Regions from separate parts of the Mus musculus genome. Here region 1 is linked to region 2. A link is a contact called in public HiChIP or PLAC-seq data. All regions are on one chromosome and are shown on one strand. The core of a region is the stretch at or near the end of the contact, and the rest is flanking DNA. Distances in the headings are between cores, read along the strand shown. Region 1 holds the start of Mical1 (microtubule associated monooxygenase, calponin and LIM domain containing 1). Region 2 overlaps Ak9 (adenylate kinase 9).

Evidence for each region. HiChIP or PLAC-seq counts read pairs in DNA pulled down with a chosen protein or histone mark.
Region 1: an H3K27ac HiChIP or PLAC-seq map of embryonic stem cells shows a contact between it and region 2, with 15 read pairs. The contact joins the promoter of Mical1 here to the enhancer-like site in region 2. A contact is called at or near these places in 8 of 39 promoter capture datasets (the C10 cell line, embryonic stem cells, hematopoietic stem and progenitor cells and 4 more), 1 of 15 datasets of contacts at CTCF or cohesin (large pre-B cells), 18 of 484 Hi-C or Micro-C datasets (the C10 cell line, CD8 T cells, the HPC-7 cell line and 12 more), 11 of 115 datasets of contacts at active chromatin or transcription factors (the 230-238 cell line, CD8 T cells, bone marrow-derived macrophages and 5 more) and 5 of 9 other capture datasets (adipose tissue, embryonic stem cells, liver and 2 more).

Annotation. Positions count from the first base shown.
Region 1 is chr10:41,472,033-41,479,273 of GRCm38.p6, forward strand. It overlaps Mical1 (microtubule associated monooxygenase, calponin and LIM domain containing 1), which reads left to right and starts at 4,282. Exons shown (of 24, transcript NM_138315.2): 1 at 4,282-4,508; 2 at 5,978-6,282; 3 at 6,396-6,603; 4 at 6,931-7,035. The coding sequence starts at 6,025. Gm51797 (a long non-coding RNA gene) reads right to left here and starts at 6,008. Exons shown (of 2, transcript XR_003948996.1): 1 at 5,642-6,008; 2 at 1-260.
Region 2 is chr10:41,430,297-41,437,429 of GRCm38.p6, forward strand. It overlaps Ak9 (adenylate kinase 9), which reads left to right. Exons shown (of 40, transcript NM_001370813.1): 38 at 457-559; 39 at 2,145-2,259; 40 at 2,790-3,272. The coding sequence ends at 2,992. Among named protein-coding and RNA genes, the nearest start is that of Zbtb24, 16 kb to the right of the region's middle. Within about 2 kb of position 5,060, at least 8 of the 459 cell types and tissues checked have an H3K27ac peak or open chromatin away from gene starts, as enhancers often do. A contact at or near this core is called in embryonic stem cells, where this site is marked.

The DNA.
Region 1 (7,241 bases), core at 3,032-5,531, 41 kb after region 2:
CTGCACACCTGAATTTAAGCTTTTCTCTACGTGGAACTTGTTCTGTACAAGGCTGGCCTTGAATTCAGAAATCTGCTTGTCTCTGTCTCCTGGGATTAAAGGTGTGTGCCACTATGATTGGACGTAAGCTTTTCATGGCCACTGTTCCTCAAGATCAAAAGCCTGTGTCTTGCAGTCTCAGGATCTGGATCCCAAGTGTGCCCTCCATATCTGGATTGTAGTTCACTCCAGATTAAAAGTCCAAACTATTCCTTGTTCAACTGTAAACACAAAAAAAGATAAGTTTAGCTAGGTGGAATCTTGCCCTGAGATCACCACCCACTTAATCTCTTTATCTCCAGGACACGAGACTCAACTCCACTTCACTTCCTGGTGCCCCTTTATTACTTGAACCATACATTTTACATTTTTCCTTTTCATTAAAACATTCTTCATAAGACTAAATCGGAGGGGGAAAAGTCTTTGCTGAGCTCTTTTGAGACTTCCTTTGTCAATGCAATTAAGATAAATCTCTTTACTTTAGTCTCAGGCAGACTCTTCAGATAAGGGCAAAAAGCAGCCACATTCCTCACCAAGATACAGCCTCTAGGCCACATACTGAAATTCTTCTCCACTGAAACCCCCTGGGCCAGGTCTGAACAGTTTAAATCACTCTCAGCAACAAAGTCTTCCTATTCCTTCTAGGATGGCCCATTAAGCCCCACTTAAAGCATTCCACCACTTTCCAAATCCACATTCTTCCAAACAAAAGCATGGCCAGGTCTATCATCAATCCCCCAGTTCCTGGTACCAACTTCTATCTTTGTTAGGGTTTTACTGCTGTGAAGACACCATGACCAAGGCAACTCTTAAGAGGATAACACTTAATTAGGGCTGGCTGACAGGTTCAGAGGTTCAGTCCATTATCATCAAGGCAGGAACATGGCAGCATCCAGGCAGGCACAGTGCAAGAGGAGGTGAGAGTTCTACATCTTCATTTGAAGGCCACTAGGAGAAGACTGGCTCCCACGTGGTTAGGAGGAGGGTCTTAAAGCCCACGCCCACAGTGACACACTTCCTCCAACAAGGCCACATCTTCAAAGTAGTGCCACTCCCTGGACCAGACATATTTAAACCACCGCACAGAGGGAGAGGTGTGGAGAGGAGTGGGGAGAAAAAAGGCAGGCAGGTTTATTTCAGATTCACCCAGTTGTAGAGAGGAGCAATTACTTAGTTTTTATGGGGATTCCCTGCCCTACCCTTCCCATTCCCCCGTTGTTTGTGATGGGGTCTCCTGTAGCTTAGGCTGGCCCTTGTTATGTAATGGAGTATGGCCTTGAACTTGGCTCCTCCTGCTTCCATCTCCTGAGTGCTAGTGTTACAAATAGAAGCAACCACATCCGGTTTTCATATGATGCTGGGTATTAAACCAGGGCTTCTTGCATGCCAGGCAAGACTACCAACTGAACTACATCCTCAGCCCAGGAGTGATTTCTTGCTTGCACACAGGCAAGCAAGCAGGCAGGCACGCATGCACATACCCATGTGTGCATGCATACCCTCTGCCCCACATGGGATCTATCACCAAGACCTACCATACCTCAGGCTATCTTTTGAGTCTATCCTGTCTCCATATTCACTGTGTGTTGTGTCCTTCCTTAGTCTTTTCCATGGGTTCTGAGTCATGGTTTCTAATTCCCTTGCCTGGCCCCTTTCTCTAATAGAAAGCTGTATTTTTTACCATTGTCCCCTTAGCAACATACAGAATGCCTTGCTAAATGGATAGATTATATTATTTTAATTATGACTTCAACTTCTTCTGCAATTCCCCTCTGCACCTAGAATAAAATCCCCAGCCCAGCTTCCTCTTGGGCCCTTCTTCTACATTCTCACTTCCGGCCACACTGGGTTACCTCTCTATTGGCCAATACACACCCCACTCATTCTGCCTGCAGCTCAGGGGCGGGTGGTTCCTCAGCCAGGAAAGTTGTTCAAACCATTCAAGTCAAAATTATGGGAAGCTCTTCCAGACCCTCTAATCTTAACCAGTCAGCATCTCATAACTGAGACATGCGACACCTTTGGTTCTGGGTCTATTTTACATTGGGAACTGTGGCTTTCTGGGTTGTACTGACTCTAGGCCAGGCCCATCAGAGCTGAAGGTTCTGAGCTTCAGATTCAAGACCATATCATAGACTGACTTACAGACAGATGTCTTCTGTGGTATTAGAAAGTTTCTTTTCTGGCCCTACGCCCAGGAGATCAGAGGTTAGGAGGTAAGATAAGGAAATAAAAATAGCTTTGCAGAAAGACAGAACTTGGTCTGAGACACACACACACACACACACACACACACACACACACACACACACACAAAGAGGATCCTGTCCTTAGTGCCTCGAGACTTTAAACTAAGCGGCTGCTAGTGTAATGTTTTCCAAACCCATTAGAATGGGGCTCTTTGAAAATTGAATTTTCATGTGTGGGACATTTATTTTATTTAATCCAACATGAACTATAGTCAGTATGACTAGGCCAACTACTTTTAGCTCACATAAATACACAACTTCGGGTCATAACTCAAGATCCTAATAAGGGAAAAAATGCTTGTTTTACTCTGTACATTTCTGAGAATCGGCAACACGGAATAAAAAGGCCCCAGACCTGAAACTAGCTAAGGAAGTTGGGTCATTCAAAATGCTTCCATTTAGAGACCAGGAGACTGAGGTGTGTGTGCTGGTGGTGACTTTGAGACACAGTAGGCCTGGTACAGAAATCTGACAGAGAGACAGACAGACAGACAGACAGACCTTCTGGAGTCCTGAAGCTCTGTGGCTCTAAGGTGGGTCTTTAACTAGCAGCAAGGAAAGCTGGAAATCAGCAGGTTTTTAAGAGCTGAGGAACTCGTTCTGTGATCCTTTTAAAAGGCAGCCTTCACAGCCTTTAAATTTGTTGCTCATAGAGCCACACAACCCTGTTTGGCTACAACTGAAAGTCTCTGGGGGAACCTGGGTCTTTGTAAACAAGACACAGTAAGTTGCTGTAGTCCATCTGCTAATAAAAGGGAGAGGCATGATCCTGAAAGCCGGAAGCCCATCTCTACTGGGCTTTTTAGAACATTTTTTACACTGTGTGTTTAAGTATGGGTGTGTATGACATTCTGCAAATTTGTTCCAAGCAAAATGATGTCACTCTCAGGAACACAAGTGGGCCCAGCTCAAAGGCTTCCTGGCTTCCAAAGTGTGTGGCCTGGCTGGATTGTTGGCCTCTCCTGGCAGAGGGCTGGCATTTCCTCTTGCTTCTCTCTCTGCCTTCTTATCAGCTGCAGCTGTGTGTGTTTAGAGCTCAGGACTTACTGGGTACCCCAGTATATCTGGACAAAATGCAAAATGATTTATTCAAACACAAACCCAAAAAGATAGCCACTGGACCTTGGCTTTTGTTGGTCCCTGGACCTCAAGAAGAGAGATGTAGCCATTTTTTCCTAGGTTAAGCACTTCTGGGGTAGCGATTTTACTTCCTCATGATGTCAAACCTTATTTCAGTCCCGTGGTTTAACAGTGGTAGGTTGGGATCCAGAAAGGCCTGGGGCTGATAGCATCCATGCCACTGGCTGGTGAACATGTGCAGTCATGAAGCCTCATTGACATTTCAGTAAAATAGGTTTTGTTAATGCTCATGCAATAAATGAGAACTGCTGTTTTATTAACTTTAAAGCTGCTTGATTTTGAACAATTCCTTTCATGCTACAATTTCTTAACAGGAAATACTAAGAATTTGATTCCAAAGTTCCCTAGCATTGTCTGAGTCTTGACTTTAGTTCTGCACATTGAAGTTTTATCCTCTCCCACATACCCTTACCATCCTGTTTTTCTTAGTTGAAAACACACACACACACACACACCTGGTTGTGTGTGTACCTGGTTGAAAGATGTGGACCAGGACTTTAAGCTTTGTCTTTAGCCTGAGCCTGGGAGCCAGCCGACCTGTCCCAGGAGAGATGGACCCCCGCAACTGGATCGCCTGTGGCGCCAGGGGTGTGAATTTATCGGTGGGAGAGGTGAAGAGAGCTCAGACATCTGGCGCCACTCTCGGTTCTTGCAGCTTCAATAAACTTCTTGCCGGAGGCCTGCGCCCGCTCGGCCAGCTCTTGGAAGTGGCCTACAGCGTGGGTACCACCGGGGCGGACTCAGGCACGGTCACTCAAGTCTCTGCTCTCCCTGTCCCTGCCTGGCCAGACCGTTTGGAGGCCCCCAGCAGCCCCTGGTGTAGGCAGAACCACGCCCTACAGCACCACCCGGCAGGCGTGGGCGGGACCCAGGCTGTCCCCAGAGGAGGACTGCGGAGTACGGAGGTTCGGAGTAAGTCTTCCTCTGTGCTCTGCGCTGGCGCTGCGGTCCAAACTCTTTGGAACTCCCCGGTTTCTGCCACCAGGCATCTCTTGCTTTCCCTGCGCCACCCCTTCCTCTGCCCCTAGGCCTGGGACACCCTTCCGACAGGAAGCGGCTCTTCCAGCCCCAGAAACGCTGGTAAGTAATCCAGCGATGCCTGCTGTGCGTCCTCCTGCTCGCTGGGCTGGGGGTGAGGATAAGGAAGGGGGTGGGGAGCGCTTCCGGGGAAATGGGGTAGGGAGCCACGCCTGGCTGGTTTGGCGGGTCCTCTTGCCGGCCCTACCCAGATGAGCGCCTTTGTGCAGATTTTGCTGTCTAGAGTATTGGGAGCTCTCACCCCCGCTGCTCAAGGTCCAGCTCTCCATCCCTTTAGACGCTCCACCAATGGCACATCCTTTGTGCTTGTTTCCAGTCTGGGTACCTCTTTTATTTCCTTTAGCAGAGGTCGCTCCAACCCCCAGTCTCCCACTTCCAAGAGGGACTCCTGTCCTTTCTGAAGATCTATCCACTCTTGTCCTAGTGACCCCCTAGGGCAACCTTTGCCTCCTCCTACTACGCGGGCAATGAAGGGGCTGCTGGGGGATGATAGATCGGCCCACAACCCCCCCACCCCACCACCTAGTTGCCTCTCCCACCGAGAGCAACCCATCCCCCCATACTCTTCATCTCTTCCGGTGGCAGCGTGAGAAAGCCCTCCAAGAGCCCTTAAGCTGCGTGTGGGCTGGAGGGAAGGAAAGGGGTACAAAGAGAGGCCTTGTCTCCAGAGATTCCTGGGAGAGCACAGAGGAACGCCGTGGGAGTGAGGCTAGGGGTCGATTAGATGTGAGGGTCTGCGGAAGGGGTTGCTAACCCCACTCCTTCCCACAGCCCGTTGGAGCAGCGACGCAATCTCTTCTCAGGGGAAGTGTTTTGACCACAGTGAGTCAGAAGGTCTGTCATGCAGACAACAGTCACAACATTCTCAGGCTATTTGTGAGGGTAGTTTGGGTGGCTGAGAAGTGGAATCTACACAGGCAGTGTTGCCCCTTGTCAGGAGGCAAGCACGTGGAAAAGAACTTTGCCTTTGGGGAGAGGCACATCCTACAACCAGCGTGGCACTAAGTTCGCCAAAGGGCGCTGGCGAACAGAGACTTAGGAAGAAATGGGTGTGTGTCTGTGAGGCAGCCGCAGTTGAACTGGGGTGTTAGTTCCTGCTGTCTACAAGAAGGGAAACCTCCGCCCCCACCCCACCCCTGGCAGCCCGCTGAGAAACTCCCCCGTGTCCTACTTACAGGTCCTAGGGAACGCCCACTACAATTTCTTGTCCCCTGGGCCTCGGAGATCGCATATGAAAGCTGCCATGACACTGGTCGACAGGAGGCTCCCTTAGCATCCTTGTGCCCAGGACTACTGTGTTTTCATTTCTAAATTTGGCGAATTTCACTTTATAAGAGATAGCTGCTGTCTCAGAAGGGGTCGGGGGTGTGGATCATGGCCTGGGAGTGGACTGGAAGCAGAACCAATCAGAGGTGGACCCTGAGCTCCCTTGTGACAACGGCCTGCGCTGCTGGCTCCTCCCCCTTTCTTTTCCCTCCCTCCAATCTTGCCTTCTCTTTTTTTTCCCACAGACACTGGGTTTTCTCCCAGCTGCTCCTGCTGTCAACAGGGGCCCTACATGGCATCACCCGCCTCCACCAACCCAGCACATGACCACTTTGAGACCTTTGTGCAGGCACAGCTGTGCCAGGATGTACTGAGTAGCTTTCAGGGGCTCTGTAGAGCCCTGGGAGTGGAGTCTGGTGGGGGATTGTCCCAGTACCACAAGATCAAGGCCCAGCTCAACTACTGGAGTGCCAAGTCACTGTGGGCCAAGTTGGACAAGAGAGCGAGCCAGCCTGTGTACCAGCAAGGCCAGGCCTGTACCAACACCAAGGTAGATATGTAGAGTCTGGGAGTGGTGTGAGCATCAGGGGAGACAGAAGGAGACAGGATGCTACATACCCCCCCACCCCCACCCCCCACCCCGGTGTGTGTGTGTGCTTGCAGTGTCTCGTGGTAGGTGCCGGGCCTTGCGGACTTCGGGCTGCTGTGGAGTTGGCACTGTTAGGTGCCCGAGTGGTACTTGTGGAAAAGCGTATCAAGTTCTCTAGGCACAATGTGCTCCATCTCTGGCCCTTCACCATCCATGACCTTCGGGCACTTGGGGCCAAGAAGTTCTACGGGCGCTTCTGTACTGGCACCCTGGACCATATCAGTAAGAACTTCATGTTGGCCCTCGGGTTGGTGTGCCCAAGTCTAGAGAAGGGAGACTGCAGGGTCAGGCAAAAGCCAGGGTGAACAGGCGTCACTGTAACCAGGAGACCTTTAAGAACCGGATCTGACATCTGTAAAACGGACAGTGGTTTTTCTTATCCAAGTAGTAACCCTGCCTGGTTTCTGAGCTCCAATGTTATCAGGTTTTCAGAGTTGTGTGGTCACAGATGGGCTCAGTGGTCTCTTAGCCTCCTGTAGCTCTGAACAGAAGCACAGTAGAGCGAGAGAAGGCGTGAGTCCATTCCTAACGCCGCCGCCTCACTTCCAGGCATCCGACAGCTTCAGCTGCTTCTACTGAAGGTGGCCTTACTGTTGGGGGTGGAGATTCACTGGGGCGTCAAATTCACTGGCCTCCAGCCCCCTCCCAGAAAAGGTGAGTGTTTCTGAGATCTCCTATCCACCAAAGAGAGAACCCTACAAGATGCTAAGGGAGGTCTGGGTGGGAGTCAGCTGACTCCTTCCTGACAGTGAAGTCTGGGCAGCCCTAGCCTCAGGCAGCGAGTCTGAGGGAAAAGCAAGGTAGGCAGAGTATGGCCTTCCTTACCTGCCTGCCTTGGCAGCCAGGAGGTGTGATCTGAT
Region 2 (7,133 bases), core at 3,810-6,309:
GTACCAGCTGGGAAGAGGACCCTGAGCCTGGCTCTGAAGCTCCATCCTGGTGTCCTCTACCCTGAGCACAGGTGTCTTTGGGATGAGGGTGCTGCTTAGATAATTCAAATTTTGTGACAAAAGAAAAAGGTTTTATATAGTTGCTGTGAAAGTTACAACATCTGAAATAGGTGATCAAGGTTGGGGCCCCAGACCTAAACATGGTGGCTCACTCCCAGGACTCAGGATAGAAGTAGAAGAATTAGGCATTCAAAGTTGCTCTAAGCTACAGAGTGGGCTACACGAGACCTTGTGTGAAATCAAAAAGCAAAAGAAACTTCTAGAAGCCCTAGTCTTCCCTCTTGTATACTTTTCTCCAGTAGATAAAGCAAGAAGTGAGCTTTGTCTCATACTGATGTCTGTGTGCACAGGGTGAGTGTTGTGTGAGCATGGGTCTGACGAGCTTTGTATTCTTAGGTCACCAATGCAATACTGGAACCAGAAGCTTCCACGCAAACTTCCCCCATTAAAGGAATCCATCCACCTCACCAGTCTGCCTTTGCCTGGGTATCTGGAACAGGTTCTGTTGTATGGCATTTTATGATACATGTTATAAGAACTCAGAAGTGTCTTCTAACAGTTACTTCCACTTTTGATATAGTGAGGTTCCAGGCAAAGTTTCCTGATTTTTTTATTTTTTAAAGGATTTTTTTATTTTATTTTATTTTATTTATATGAGTACACCATAGCTGTCTTCAGACACACCAGAAGAGGTCATCAGATCCCATTACAGATGGTTGTGAGACACCATGTGGTTTCTGGGAATTGAACTCAGGACCCCTGGAAGAGTAATCAGTGCTCTTAACTGCTGAGCCATCTCTCCAGCCCAGTTTTCTGATTTTAAGTTGTAAACCACTCTTCATTTATGGGTGGCTGTTAACATAAAATCTGTGATCTTCTAAATGTAATGCCTGGAGCTGCACCACAGTGAAGGAGAATGAATGGGTCCTCTTAAAACTGTTTACATGTAAACTGGATGAGTAATTTAGTTTCTTTTCTTTTTCCTTTCTTAATTTTGTTTGTTTGGGTTTTTTTTTTTTTTATGATTTGAAATGTTATATTGGCCCTCCAAAGGTTAAATTACTCTACAAAAGAGTCACAATACCATGATAGGTGAAATACTAAACCCACTATTTATCCCAAATCCATATTAAACTGTCTGTCCAAATCACATTTTATTCATCCAGATATAATTATTTTTAAAGGTAGTAAAATTTGTCACTAGTCAAATAGTATTTCAAAGTTATTTAATCTTTAAGTTATTACTTGCACGTGTGTGTGTGTGTGTCGCTCCGTGTGCATGTGTACACACTAGGTGTGCACAAGAGGGGGACATGTGTGTGGAGGTCAGACAACAATTTTGCACAATTGGTTCTCTCCCTCTAATTTTATGTGAGTTTCTAGGATCAAACCTTTACCCACTGAACCATCTCACTAGCCTTCTGAAGTTATTGTTATTATTATTTTATTTCTGCAAAATAAATGTCAAAAGCTCAGTTTTACAGCTTTGTCACTTCTTAAGCACTTTATTTTTGTCAATTTCCCTAGAAAGTTAGTCTCCAATGACACATACCTGAGTAAGCTACATAGCAAGAATGCCTCAGAAATATCTGAAAGAAAACCAGAAGGGAGAGCTGGAGACAAAGCTAGCTTTCCATGGGCTCTCTATGAACCTACCAAGGAAGAACACACAGGGAGGGGTGTTCTCTAAGGCCCTGCTTTATTAGAAGGCCTCTTTTACCTTCACAGCTCTAGGAACTTGGTCACAGTGACACTGGTCTCTGGAATTCCTTGTCATGTGGCCAAGAACACAGAGTAGGAGGCAGGCCACCAGTGCCACCCACACAAGCAGACATGAGCCAAGGTAACTCCATCTTTCTTTGTTAACTTCAAGGCATGCGGCCCCCACCAGCCCGCATTACGTCCAGTTATATTGCATTTCCTCATCAAATGTAGTGTGTTTCTTTCCTGTCGACTAGATGGTTGTCTAATCATCCCCATCCCAGGAAGGCTATTTGATAAAAAGAAAAAGACTTTGATCTGTCTTCATTAAGAACAAACTTGAACTCAGATATACACTGATTTAAATTGTCTCTTACCTGCAGGGGACAGCAACTTCCCTGATCAAGGCAATGAATGCGGCAGGGAACCTGAAACCCAAGCTCCCCTTCCTAAGTGTGAGGAGGTCCGTGCTCCTTTACATAGCGTTTCATCTCAAAGGTACGCCTTTCTGAAATGATGCCCCATTCAGAAAAGCTGCGCACTTGTTGTACCGTACGTGGTAGACAGGGTTGTTAAACGAGGTTGATTGTCTGCTTGCATGGGAGGGGGCAAATGAAATACAGGGTAAATATCTATAGGAAAATATCAAAACTGAAATCCCGAGTTTTTCAATCAAGGACGATGCACTGGACCCAGTGGTGCAGGTCTGTAAAAGCCAGCAGGAGGCTGAGGAGGATTACTAAGATCAAAGCCTGCCCAGGCTACGGAGCCGACTCTAGCTCAGTCCAGTAACTTAGTAAGGCCCTCTCTCAAAAACAAAACTTAGAGTCAGCACTCAAAAATCCATGCCATAGAGAAAAGCGAGTCCAGAAAATGATGACCTAAGCTAGACAGCCCTCTAACCTATGTGGGATGGGACCATCTCCCCCTTGGCTGGGTGTGCTCTCCTTACACGTGAAGTTCTCCTCTGGCATGGCTTACTAACCACCTGTCAGAAAACATTCCCAACTCTGTGACATTTTCTACAGCATTCAATCCCAAGGGTTCTGAATATTCAAGGAAAAAATATAAGAAGAAGCTGGAGCAGTTTGTGGAAAGATGCGAACTCATAACGTACCTCAGTTCCAAGATGACCCGGAAGTACAAGGAGCCTCAGTTCAGAGCCATCGACTTCGACCATAAGCTACAGACATTTTTATCCTTGAAAAACATAGACCCAGTTACTGGGTAGCTTGCTTACGTTACAGAGACCCAAATCCCAGAACTCTCCAAGGGACAGAGGGAATTGAAGAGCAGAATTAATACCCTGCATTTTCTGAAGTATACTTCCCTCCTGCCTAATGTTGTGTATGTAGTTCCTGGGCCTCAGATGGACTCAAAAGGCCTAACCAGGAAGGGTCACCCTCTGAGTATTCATGCAGCTTTCAACTTTATTCCTTTTTTCCCCCTAAATTTGATGCTCCCACAAAATAGGCATTCCATTTGAGATATTAAAATACGTACTACATGTATTTTCTTTTGTTTTTTGTTGTTTTTTTTTTCTCTTTTATGGGGAGGCCAGGTTGAGACAGGGTCTCTCCACACAGCCCAGGCCATCCTGGAACTCACTAGGTAGACCAGGCTGGCCTGGAACTCACAGAACTCCACCTGCCTCTGCCTCCCCAGTGTGAGATTAAATATGTGTGCCACTCCTAGCCCTGCAGAGACTTGTGTGCCAGGGTGGGACATACCTCCTCCCTCTCAGAAGATCAGAGGAGAAGAGGAGGGGGAGGGGCCTTGAGAGGGGACCAGGATGGGGGCATCGATAAGGATGTAAAGTCAATTTTATTTATTTGTTTGTTTGTTTTGTTTTGTTTTGTTTTGTTTTTTCCAAGACAGGGTTTCTCTGTCCTGGAACTTACTCTGTAGACCAGGCTGGCCTTGAATTCGAAATCCGCCTGCCTCTGCCTCCTAAGTGCTGGGATTAAAGGAGTGTGCCACCACTGCCCAGCCCTAAAGTCAATTTTTTTTTTTAATTCATTGTTTTGTTTTTTTTTTTAAAGATTTATTTATTTACTGTAAGTACATTGTAGCTGTCTTCAGACACTCCAGAAGAGGGAGTCAGATCTCGTTAAGGATGGTTGTAAGCCACCATGTGGTTGCTGGGATTTGAACTCTGGACCTTTGGAAGAGCAGTCGGGTGCTCTTACCCACTGAGCCATCTCACCAGCCCTAAAGTCAATTTTAAAAAGGAAAAAAAGGTGTGTGCTACTATGCCTAGCCTTGTCTTCCTACTATGCCTAGCCTTGTCTTCCTTCCTTCATTCCTTCCTTTCACATTTTCAGTAGAAAGCTAGTCTCTATTAAAGAAAATTACCCAGTAAACATTAGAAACCTTCAAGAGACAAAACTAATAGAAATCTTGGTCATACTTTTTACATAAGAAATTGTTTGTATATTTTCTGAACATAAGACACTGTCATTTTCCCAACAAAATAACTAAAATCCGTCGTAACTGACAGGCTGCCCCCATTCTTCCCTGATTGAAATATGCTTAATATGTGGTTCTATAGCTAGAAGTCACTAGGGTTCTAAGAGGAAATGCAGATTTTTATGAAATATGTCAAAAGAGTGTAAGGGAGGGGAAAATTGTTAGATCTGAATACATTTTTATCTTATTTTATTTTTTAAAGATTTATTTATTTATTACATGTAAGTACACTGGAGCTGACTTCAGACACTCCAGAAGAGGGCGCCAGATTTCGTTACAGATGGTTGTGAGCCACCATGTAGTTTGCCTGGACCTTGGAAGAGCAGTCAGTGCACTTAACCACTGAGCCATCTCTCCAGCCCCCCACCCCCACCCCCGAATGTGTTTTTAAAATAAGGACAAATGTTTAGCAGCTGTATAAAACAGCTAAAGTGTTAAATGGTTTAAAAATGTAGGGCATAGAGAGGGCCCAGAAAGCAGCCTCTTAGCAGCACCGCTTACCAGTGCCTAGAATGTCAGCTTCAGGGAGTCTCTGGCCTCTGAGGGTACTGTTCTCATGCACAGATAAACACACATACCCGTAAATAAAAATAACAAATCTTTTTAAAAATGAGTGTGTGTGTGTGTGTGTGTGTGAGAGAGAGAGAGGGGGGGGGGAGATAGAGAGAGAGAGAGAAATTTAATATACAGTTCTTAAATAAAAACTAAGCTAGAATACAGGGCTGAGGATGCCTCTTGGCTGGAAGATGTTTAGCTCACATGCAGGAAAGCCGGGTTCCATCCCCAGCCCCTCACATGCTCGAGATTCCAGCCCTGGAAAGTGGAAGCAGGAGGATCGGAATGTCAAGGTCATCCTTGGCTACATAACAACAGTCCAAGTTCAAAGTCAGCCCAGGCTATAGGGAGCATTGCTTCAAAAAAAGGAGGAAGAGGGAGGGAGTTGTGGGGGTGGGGGGAGAGAGGAAGAGAAAAGAAAAAAGAAAATTCCCCTAACCCTATTAGAAGACTGGGAGTTGACTACAAAAACTTTTTTTCTGGGGATTTAAGCACCACCCACTTTCTCTCTCTCTCACTCTCTTTCTCTCTCCCTCCCTCCCTCTCTCCCTTCCTCCCTCCCTCCCTTTCTTTTCTTTTCTTTCTCTCTCTCTCTCTCTCTCTCTCTCTCTCTCTCTCTCTCTCTCTCTTTTTTTTTTCTTTGAGACAGGGTTTCTCTATATAGCCCTGGCTGTCCTGGAACTCACTTTGTAGACCAGGCTGGCCTCGAACTCAGAAATCTGCCTGCCTCTGCCTCCCGAGTGCTGGGATTAAAGGCGTGCGCCACCACGCCTGGCTTGCTTGCTTGCCTTCTTTCTTTCTTTCTTCCTTTCTTTCTTTCTTTCTTTCTTTCTTTCTTTCTTTCTTTCTTTCTTTCTTTCTTTTTCTCTTTCTTTCTTCCTTCCTTCCTTCCTTCCTTCCTTGCTTCCTTCTTTCCTTCCTTTCTTTCTTCCTGGGTGGTTTGCCTGCACATATGTCTGAGAGTGCCAATACCCCGGAACTGGAATTATAGACGAATGTTAGCCATCATATGGGCGCTGAATCTAATTCAAGTCCTCTGGAAGAGCAGACAGTGCTCTTAACCCTGGAGCCATCTCTCCGGCCACCCCACCCACATAACCAATTTTTTAATATTTGTAATTTACCATTTTCTCACCAGACTACAATTTACTGGCCTTTTCATTTCTAACGAGATTTCCACGGCCCGTCTTTTCAGCCAGTTGGGTATACTGGCATCCCTTAGCAATTAAGCCTAACAGCATATTCCATCCCCTTTGAGTTTCAGGTTTTGAGGGGCAGCAGCCCATGCTGATTGGCTCCAAGTATTTTAGGGACCTCCAAGAAACATCTCACATTCCCCCCGAGCAAGTCCATATCCTCTGCATATCACTTGTCTGGGGATTATGTTTGCTAATTTGGATTCTACTCATTCCCACTGAACTTAAGGCTGGAACTAGGAACCCAGGTGTAGGACCCAAAGTCATTCCAAGTGGGCTCAGTTTGTGTAGCTGTCCAGCAGCCATGGATGAACTGGGTACGTGAAAGGGAGGCTGGAAATGAAAAAGGATGGGAGGTGAGAGAAGGATGTGAAAGACCCCACCATCAGGCTTAGCAAGCTAGCTGCAGTAACGCCATTTTGCAAGGCATGAAAAAGTACCAGAGCTAAGTTCTCAAAAGTTACAAGAAAGTTCAGTTAAAGATTAACAGTTAAAGATTAAGGCTGAATAATACCGGGACAGGGGCCAAATATCGGTGGTCAAGCACCTGGGCCCCGGCTCAGGGCCAAGAACAGATGGCTCTCAGACGTCAGTGTTAGCAGAACTAGCTTCACTGATTTAGAAAAATAGAGGTGCACAGAGCTCTGGCCACTCCTTGAACCTGTGTGTCTGCCAATGTTCTGACCAGGTGTGTGCCCATTGTTGAACCTTCATTAGACCCTCTCCTCGTACCCCTCCCATACCCATTTCTTGAAAATAGACATTGTTTAGAACTAAAAAGTCCCACCTCAGTTTCCCCAAATGACCGAGAAATACCCCAAGCCTTATTCGAACTAACCAACCAGCTCGCTTCTCGCTTCTGTAACCGCGCTTTTTGCTCCCCAGCCCCAGCCCTATAAAAAGGGTAAAAACTCCACACTCGGCGCGCCAGTCCTCCGATAGACTGCGTCGCCCGGGTACCCGTGTTCCCAATAAAGCCTCTTGCTGTTTGCATCCGAATCGTGGTCTCGCTGGTCCTTGAGAGGGTCTCCTCAGATTGATTGACTACCCACGTCGGGGGTCTTTCATTTGGAGGTCCCACCGAGATTTGGAGACCCCTGCCCAGGGACCACCGACCCCCCGCCGGGAGGTAAGCTGGCCAGCGGTCGTTTC